Linked DNA regions of Bombyx mori: region 1 is linked to region 2. Evidence: chromatin contacts called from public Hi-C data. All regions are on one chromosome and are shown on one strand. Each heading gives the region's core, a stretch centred on a gene start, on an enhancer-like site or on the middle of the called end of the contact. The rest is flanking DNA. Distances are from core to core; before and after follow the strand shown.

Region 1 (3,977 bases), core at 1,121-3,620, 100 kb after region 2:
CATTTTATTTGAAACTAATAGATAATTTCCTTTCAAATTTCAGGAATGTCAACGGTATCGTACATCTACGTGGCTGAGATCACGACTCCAGAAAAGAGAGGGGTTCTCAGCGCTTTAGGGCCCGGCCTGGTCTCCACCGGGATATTCATCGTCTACTCCTTAGGAGCCTTCATTCACTGGCGAAAAGTGGCCGCTATTTGTGCGGGAGTGTCTCTACTGACTCCCTTCTTGATGTACTTCGTTCCAGAGTCACCTCTGTGGCTCGCCTCTAAAGGACAAATGAAAGAAGCTTACAACGCTATGTTCTGGCTCCGTCAGAACAACAGCACGGCGCAACAAGAACTCATGGAGTTCACCAAAGACCGCAAGGAACAGCAGATGAACTTCAAACAGAAATTAGCACTCTTCAAACGGAAAAACGTCCTCAAGCCCTTCGTATTATTAATAGTTTTCTTCATCTTCCAAGAAATGTCAGGGATTTACATCATATTGTATTACGCTGTGGATTTCTTCAAGTCTGTAGGTACTAGCGTCAACGAGTTCACGGCTTCCATCATAGTGGGAGGTGTGAGAGTCTTCATGGGAGCAGTCGGCGCTTGTCTTATTAACAGCTTCAGAAGGAAGACCCTGGCAGCAGTATCAGGACTGCTGCTGGGCATCGCCATGCTGGGGGCCGCGGTGTGCGACAGTCTCAATGGACCTCCGCTAGTGAAGCTCGGCTGTGTGCTATTACACGTTTCCTTCAGCATGGTCGGCTTCCTCCAACTGCCCTGGATCATGTCCGGAGAACTGTACCCTCAGGATATCAGAGGAGTCATGTCCGGGGCGACTTCGTGCTGCGCTTACGTCCTCATTTTCTTCAACATAAAAACGTATCCTAAATTGGAGAACTTACTCACGAGCAACGGGACTTTGTATTTGTTCGGGTTCTGTGCAATGATAGGAGCGGCATACTGCTTCCTGTTTCTGCCGGAGACTAAAGGGAAGACTCTCACGGAAATCATGAGGCAGTTCGACGATGATAACAAAAATGAGAAAGATCTTGAAGCCGGCTACAAGAGCGATAAGGGATGCAGTATCGAGGGCAGGCCAGTGCAGAGGAGACACAGCGCTGGAGCCGCTGTTTCTTTAGAAAAGAGCGAAGACTTTAAGCTTTGGAAGCCAGAAGAGTCGAATAAAACGGACACTCATTGTGATTGAGCTCTTTGCATTTATGGTCTCCTGGTATTTGGACTTCGGTGATAACTTAACGTTACGAGTTATATTTGAATTTTTATTACTTTTTCGAAATTATGGCGGACATTCATTGTGATTGAGCTCTTTGCATTTATGGTCTCCTGGTACTCGGACTTCGGTGACAATTTAACGTTACGAAGTTATATTTTGAAATTATTTTAACTTCTTCGAAATTATGGTCTCCTGATAATTTGAGATTTTATTGCAGCGAATTAGATGTTTTTTATTAGTTTAATTAATAAGTTACCAATGAATTTAAAACATTAATTATGTGTACTAGTTGTTGTTATATTTATTAAGTAGTTTTTTTTTGTGTAATTTTAATTATTAATCGTGAATTTTGTGATCAGTATTATTATAGGTTCAAATATTTTTAATTGTAGATTTAAACGAGAAAGTTTAAACATTCCTATTCAAAGTTTTAGTTAATAAGGAGGTGATGATTTAATTTAATTATTTTTAGGTACAAAATAAAGTTGCTTGTGTACTTTTTAGATGTTTACATTTTAGGGATTTGATTGTTTTCGTGTAATGTTTAATTATTTAATAGGGTTCGGAAAAGCAGCGTGCAATTCAAATGTGATTTATATACTGTATGTTACCATAACGTATGTGTAAATATTATATTAGGTATAATGAAACAATAATAGTTAATATATTTAAGGCTCTATTAATTATTGTGTATGGTGATTCAACTGTGATGACTGAAATAAATTTAGTGTTTCTTTAAATTGTTACTTTTATTTAACTCTCCAGTTCTGTTCCTAGTTTTGTAGAAAATTACTTAAAATCAAAACAGAAATACAAAAATTCAAAATGAAAAATCGAATTTTGGTTAGCGCACCATTTGGCGACGGCTGATCCGATAATTTCATATTTTAGGAAAACAAAAACTGAAATATTCGCGTGACGACCAAAAGAAAATCATACAAACTTGTATATGACAATGATTGTTGGCTCAGTTTATGTACTGATAAAATTCTGATTATAGCAGCGCGAGTTCAGATTGTAATTAGTAACGCCATCTATCGACAGTTTCTATTAATTAAGCCCATTGGTTTATTTGGAGACATATCACATTATTTTTACTAGATGGCAGCACATCGACGTTGGTATTAAATCGTAGGCTTTTGGAATATTTTCAATAGATGGCGCTCGTTTCAAGTTTCATTTTCGTAAAGTAACATTAAAACTAGATGAACAATTATCTGCTTATCAAAGCATCCTAGGTAGGTAATCTATAATGTTGGATTTATATATATAGGGGCACTTACCTGGTCTGCGGGATGCCATACTTGATGCCGACACCAACTCGGGGTAGCGCTTTGATTACTTTCTTGACTGTCGCTTGGTCGGGAAATGCGAAGAATATTGAAGCTGAAAAATAAAATTTTCTTTGTTTAAGATTTTGTTTGTTTAAATCATTTTTTGACTATGATGTATTTCAAAGCCCACTTCAGCGCGGGCGACTTGGGCAGGAATTTTCAAGATATTCGGAAGCTTTTCACAAATAGTGGCACTTGTTCAACTGAGCGGATATGAATCCAATTTTGGACACCCGCGGCGCCGCTCAAACTTTTTTTTTTTGGATTGAAGGGTTATTGGTGGACCGGAGGCCTTTCCAGTTTCACCACGACAGGTGGGCGAGCAAAGGCTCAGCCAGGAGGGGTGGTATTTGCTAACAACTGCCCGAGCGCCTCCGAAGGAGACCTAACAACTCAAGAGCAGCTGCTTCGCGAATGAATCTACTACCGGAATGGAATTGCGACCCGCTGAGAAGATCCGGCGAGAAACTCAGCGGGCTGATGCATGGGTTAGGTTGCACGTCGAACTCTTTGTCGAGTTCGACGAGTACGGTTACCGGGGTCCCTAAGCCTGCTCCTGCTAGTGCTAGAGCTGAAGACGTCTAATGCAAAGATTATTGGATCTGATGGACAACCAAACTAATAAGAACTTTCATACGAACTTGTTCAACTAACTAATCTTGATACTATGTCACTTAGATAAGTTCGCCTCAGAAAACCAAAATTTCTTAAGACGCAAGGCAGATTTTAACAGATTAGAGATATTTTTACTCACTTCTGCTGGCGAGGAACAGCTCGACGGCGACATTCTGGAGAAGGTAGCGTCTCGAGAAAATAGCTCGTATCTCGCTGAAGTACCATTTCCCGTGTAGATGCTCACAATATTTCAGTACCTGAAGCGAAGGACAAAAAAAATTTAATTTTTATTATTTTATTATTATTGCTTAGATGGATGGACGAGCTCACAGGCCACCTGGTGTTAAGTGGTTACTGGGACCCATAGACATCTACGACGTAAACGCGTCACCCACCTTGAGATATAAGTTCTAAGGCACAGATAAACCCCATCTGTGTTATCTGTGTTCTAAGGTCTCAGTGTAGTCACAACGGCTGCCCCACCCTTCAAACCGAAACGCATTGCTGCTTTATGGCAGAAATAGGCAGCGTGGTGGTGGTACCTACCCGTGCGGACTCACTAGAGGTCCTACCACCAGGCAACAAAAGGGAGATCTTACACGGAGCGTTAGAGCTATTATTACTCGGCTGGGTATCAATTTTAATATTTTAGTTTAGAACTTGTCGTCAGATTGATGCTATAATTCTTATATGATAATTGAGGCCGTCAGTGCAAAAGTGGTCTAATCTGATCATAGTTATTATGGAGCAATGGAGGTTTAAGTTTTCATGAATCAGAATTTGAGTAGGAAAAAAAACAAA
Region 2 (3,686 bases), core at 1,046-3,545:
AAGTAAATAATACTAGATCTTCTACATGTATAATAAAATAAAATGATTTGTTTATTTAACATTTCACAATAGAAATTTTGAACTTCTTTTAATAGTATTTAGATAAAATCGTCCTAAAATTTAATAATGTTAAGCGTGAAAAATAGATGCTGGAAGTGCTTGAAGTTAATTAGAACGGCCCAAATATCCATAGCGAATGCTTGCGAAGAAAATAATTATACACTTATTTTCTATTTGACTATAAAGATGTGATTGCTTATAAAATTATCAATTACAATTCCTTGCTTGCCGACGCGACCGACCATGTCGGACTCGAATTTACATAAAAAAGTATAATAACAACAGTGAACAGCGACGAATATCTTTAGTTGGGCAGGGCTGTATGCAGTATAAGCACAACAAGAGAGACATGTGCTTATTTTGTCTCTGTCATTTCTTCCCCGAAATATTTTCTAGCACATGGTGATTTCCAGTACATTTTAAAATTTCAAGTTGATAATAAAGATTTATGTTACCAGTATGAGGGGATAAGTTAAAGAAAAGAAATGTGACAAGTTTGATTAGATTATGTAAATAAACAAATCATTGAAAATATTGCACCTTAAACTTCTATTATAATACTTGGACGTCAAATAATCAAAAGAGATCTAATCATAAGTTAATTGCAAGTATAAATAGCGAATAAGCGAAATTGTCTCTGGATTTAATGAAAAAAATAGCAGCTTTTCTATGGCACTACTAAAATATTACATAAAATATCTACTTAGGTACTACTCTATAGCTGTCAATGAATTTCAATTATGAAAATTATATAACTTTATTTTAAATAACATTAATAACGGTTAAAGCTTAACGTTTGGATTTTTGAAATAAGATAATATTGTAAATGGAATGTTAAAATGATGCCATGTTAAGTACCACGCCATTTAATTAACAATAAAAAATTCAGTCATATCTCTGGTGTCAAATTGTAGCTGCTATGTTTGAATTTCAAACAATATTATGTCAATATAACGGACAACAACAAAAAATCGCGTTTTTCAATTTTATTATATCAGGAAAGACCAATTTTTACCATATTATTTTTGATCTTGTTGTAAATAGTGTTTAACATTTTAGTCGATTCACATTACATTAGTCACAACACTCACAATATTATCAAAACGATACACTGTTTGTCACGCGAACTAACCGATCTAACCTAACATTATGTTGTCGCTAACATTGCTTTTTGTATTATATATAAATTTATAATTGATTTCTTTTTAAATCTAGTTCGTTTAGAAACTAGTGTTTATCAAGCCTCAATATCTTTGCTGGTACTCGTGATGCCATCTGTTGAAGTCTATGTGGAAAACAACCAGGGAACCGTTTTCAAGACCTGCTAGCAGGAATCTGAAAATTAAGATGTATGTCAGACATAGTTGAATAAATGATGAAGTTTTGTCTTGTGTATGATTGGCCATTCATAAATGCACTACATATCGCGGGTGATATTATATTTAAGCAATGGAAATATAATGTTAAACATTCTATTGTTTTTAAATAAAGTTATTGTAAGATCGGTGCCTGATATCTATTGTATGGTGGTTGTGCGATTACTACCTTAGGTAATTCCAATAAATGACATATATTCTCATGGATGTCGAAATTTCTAGCTATCATTTTAGGGCAACGACAGCATTCCCAAGGAAGGTTGACGACAGGCGGTCGTTCGTAAAACTCATTTCAAATCCTTATGATATTCATAGCAATGGAAAATTGGACACGCAGCGTCGTCGGCTTCACATAATGTGGGATCAAGACAAGAAGAAAAAGGTGGACGCTAAGATTAACAGTGTCGGTTGTAATTTTTTTTTAAAGATTTTACGGTCTGTTCACGACACCTTTAAGCCAAGTCTTATGTTTCCTTATATTCTTCTAGAGATTAGATGGGATGGAATAAGGGTTTTAGTAAATTTGTGGTTATTTAATGAGACTTTTTCAGGCGACTTCATGGAAGAACCCAAGAAGTTACGTTAAGCGGTTATGTTTAAATTTCTCACGTTTGTGCCCTCTCACAGATGTTAAACAATTAATAAACCACTTTTATTACCCATTTAAACCTTAAGAAACATTAAATGAACGTGTGAGCGTGCGTGCGTGCAGTACGTACTTCTGGTCGTGCGAGAGCGCGAGTGAGGCGACGGGCGCGCCGGCAGGCGGGAAGGCGTAGAGCGGCGCCAGCGTGGCGGCGCGCCACACCTCCACCACGCCGGCCGCGCCGCCGCACACCACGTACTCGCCGCACCGGGACAGCACCACGCACTGCGCACACAATACACGCGCGTCAGCCGACCACAGCCACGGTCGTCTTATGTACATATATATGTCGTGTAAATAATAATAATTGGAAACAAATCACGGACAGTCATCCGGCCCCAATCGGTGGTAAAGTCGGACCCCCTCCCTGGCCATTTATACCCTGAGACGAAGGATGAATAGTGCATTTATAATACAACTAAAAGTTCATCCTTACTTTTTTTATTGCTCAGTTGGTTTTTTTTAGCCATCCTCCTTAAGACATGAGTCGTAAGGTCTCCGTTTTAACAGTACAACGACTGCCTCATCCTTCAAAACGAAACGCATTACTGCTTCACGGCAGAAATAGGCAGAGTGGTGGTACCTACCCGTGCAGACTTACAAGACGTTCTACCACCAGTAAAATGTCTCAGGGTGAGTGAATGGTGGAATTCCCATCTACACGCTCCGGGGAACACCGAACACCAAGTGCGCTATGATCTCGTCAGCTGATTATGCTCTCGTACACCCGTTTGAGGTGGTATTAACACAGAGACATTGCCGCATTCTCATATAGTGCAATTAACTTTTTTTTCTTGCGACATTCTCTGTTAGCCTAAGAGATTGTTCCAGCTACGCTTCGGACGGGTAGGCTAGCTCACGGGCTCAGCCTGAGGGAATTTGCTAACACTAGCCCTAGCAAGGACAGTGCTTCGCTGAATTACCACCGACCCACTGAATCGCGACCCAATGAGAAGCTTCCGTGAGCGGTGAGACGAAACAAAGACGGCGATCGGTGCTTGAGGAGCCTAAGAGCACCAAAAGTGGATCCGGACGATGTCACAAGACATATTTCGGGCGACGGCGGCTTTGCGTTGCTCTGTCGCTTGGGTCGGATAGTAAATTTGATTAAAAGTTTTGCTCTTAAAAAGGCACCGGTCACCGTAAATTTACCCACAGACACAGCCCACTAAGTTTCTCGCCGGATTTTCTCAGTGGGTCGCTTTTCCGATCCGGTGGTCGTTTCTGCGAAGCGCTGCTATTGCTAGGGCCAGTGTTAGTAACGTCTCCGGTTTGAGCCCCGAGAGCTCACCTACACGCTAGGGCAACGCTGACATAGCCTCTCAAGGATATTAGCATAGGTAGGAAAAAATAGGTTAAGCCGTTTTCTTGTGAGCAAGTGTGATCTTAGTTGAAAGGACATTATAGTTAATGGCGGTAGGTATCTGATTACAAATTTAGTCGGTGAGGATTTTTTGTAATGATATTTGAAAATTACGAGCATATGTAGGATTAAATAATAAAATAATAAAAAGGTATTGACGTTTAGTGGCATCGCGTTGCATCATGTAGCCTTCCGGTAGCAATGATTACCTGGAAGTTATCGTTGTGCGTCTCATGCCTGA

The links. Hi-C and Micro-C count contacts between places; a contact is called where the count stands out from the background.
Region 1: a contact with region 2 is called in a Hi-C map of whole pupa, with 5 times the contacts expected there. The contact joins two enhancer-like sites. A contact is called at or near these places in 4 of 7 Hi-C or Micro-C datasets (midgut, posterior silk gland and whole pupa).

The regions. Positions count from the first base shown.
Region 1 is chr14:12,609,546-12,613,522 of ASM3026992v2, forward strand. It overlaps LOC101744498 (neurobeachin), which reads right to left. Exons shown (of 53, transcript XM_062672222.1): 39 at 3,316-3,433; 40 at 2,511-2,613. LOC101744355 (facilitated trehalose transporter Tret1-2 homolog) reads left to right here. Exons shown (of 5, transcript XM_021346404.3): 5 at 44-1,967. The coding sequence ends at 1,200. Among protein-coding and RNA genes, the nearest start is that of LOC110384805, 36 kb to the right of the region's middle. Within about 2 kb of position 2,371, at least 8 of the 8 cell types and tissues checked have open chromatin away from gene starts, as enhancers often do.
Region 2 is chr14:12,509,171-12,512,856 of ASM3026992v2, forward strand. It overlaps LOC101744498 (neurobeachin), which reads right to left. Exons shown (of 53, transcript XM_062672222.1): 51 at 3,655-3,686; 52 at 2,156-2,307; 53 at 1-1,395. The coding sequence ends at 1,305. Among protein-coding and RNA genes, the nearest start is that of RpS3, 8.2 kb to the left of the region's middle. Within about 2 kb of position 2,296, at least 5 of the 8 cell types and tissues checked have open chromatin away from gene starts, as enhancers often do.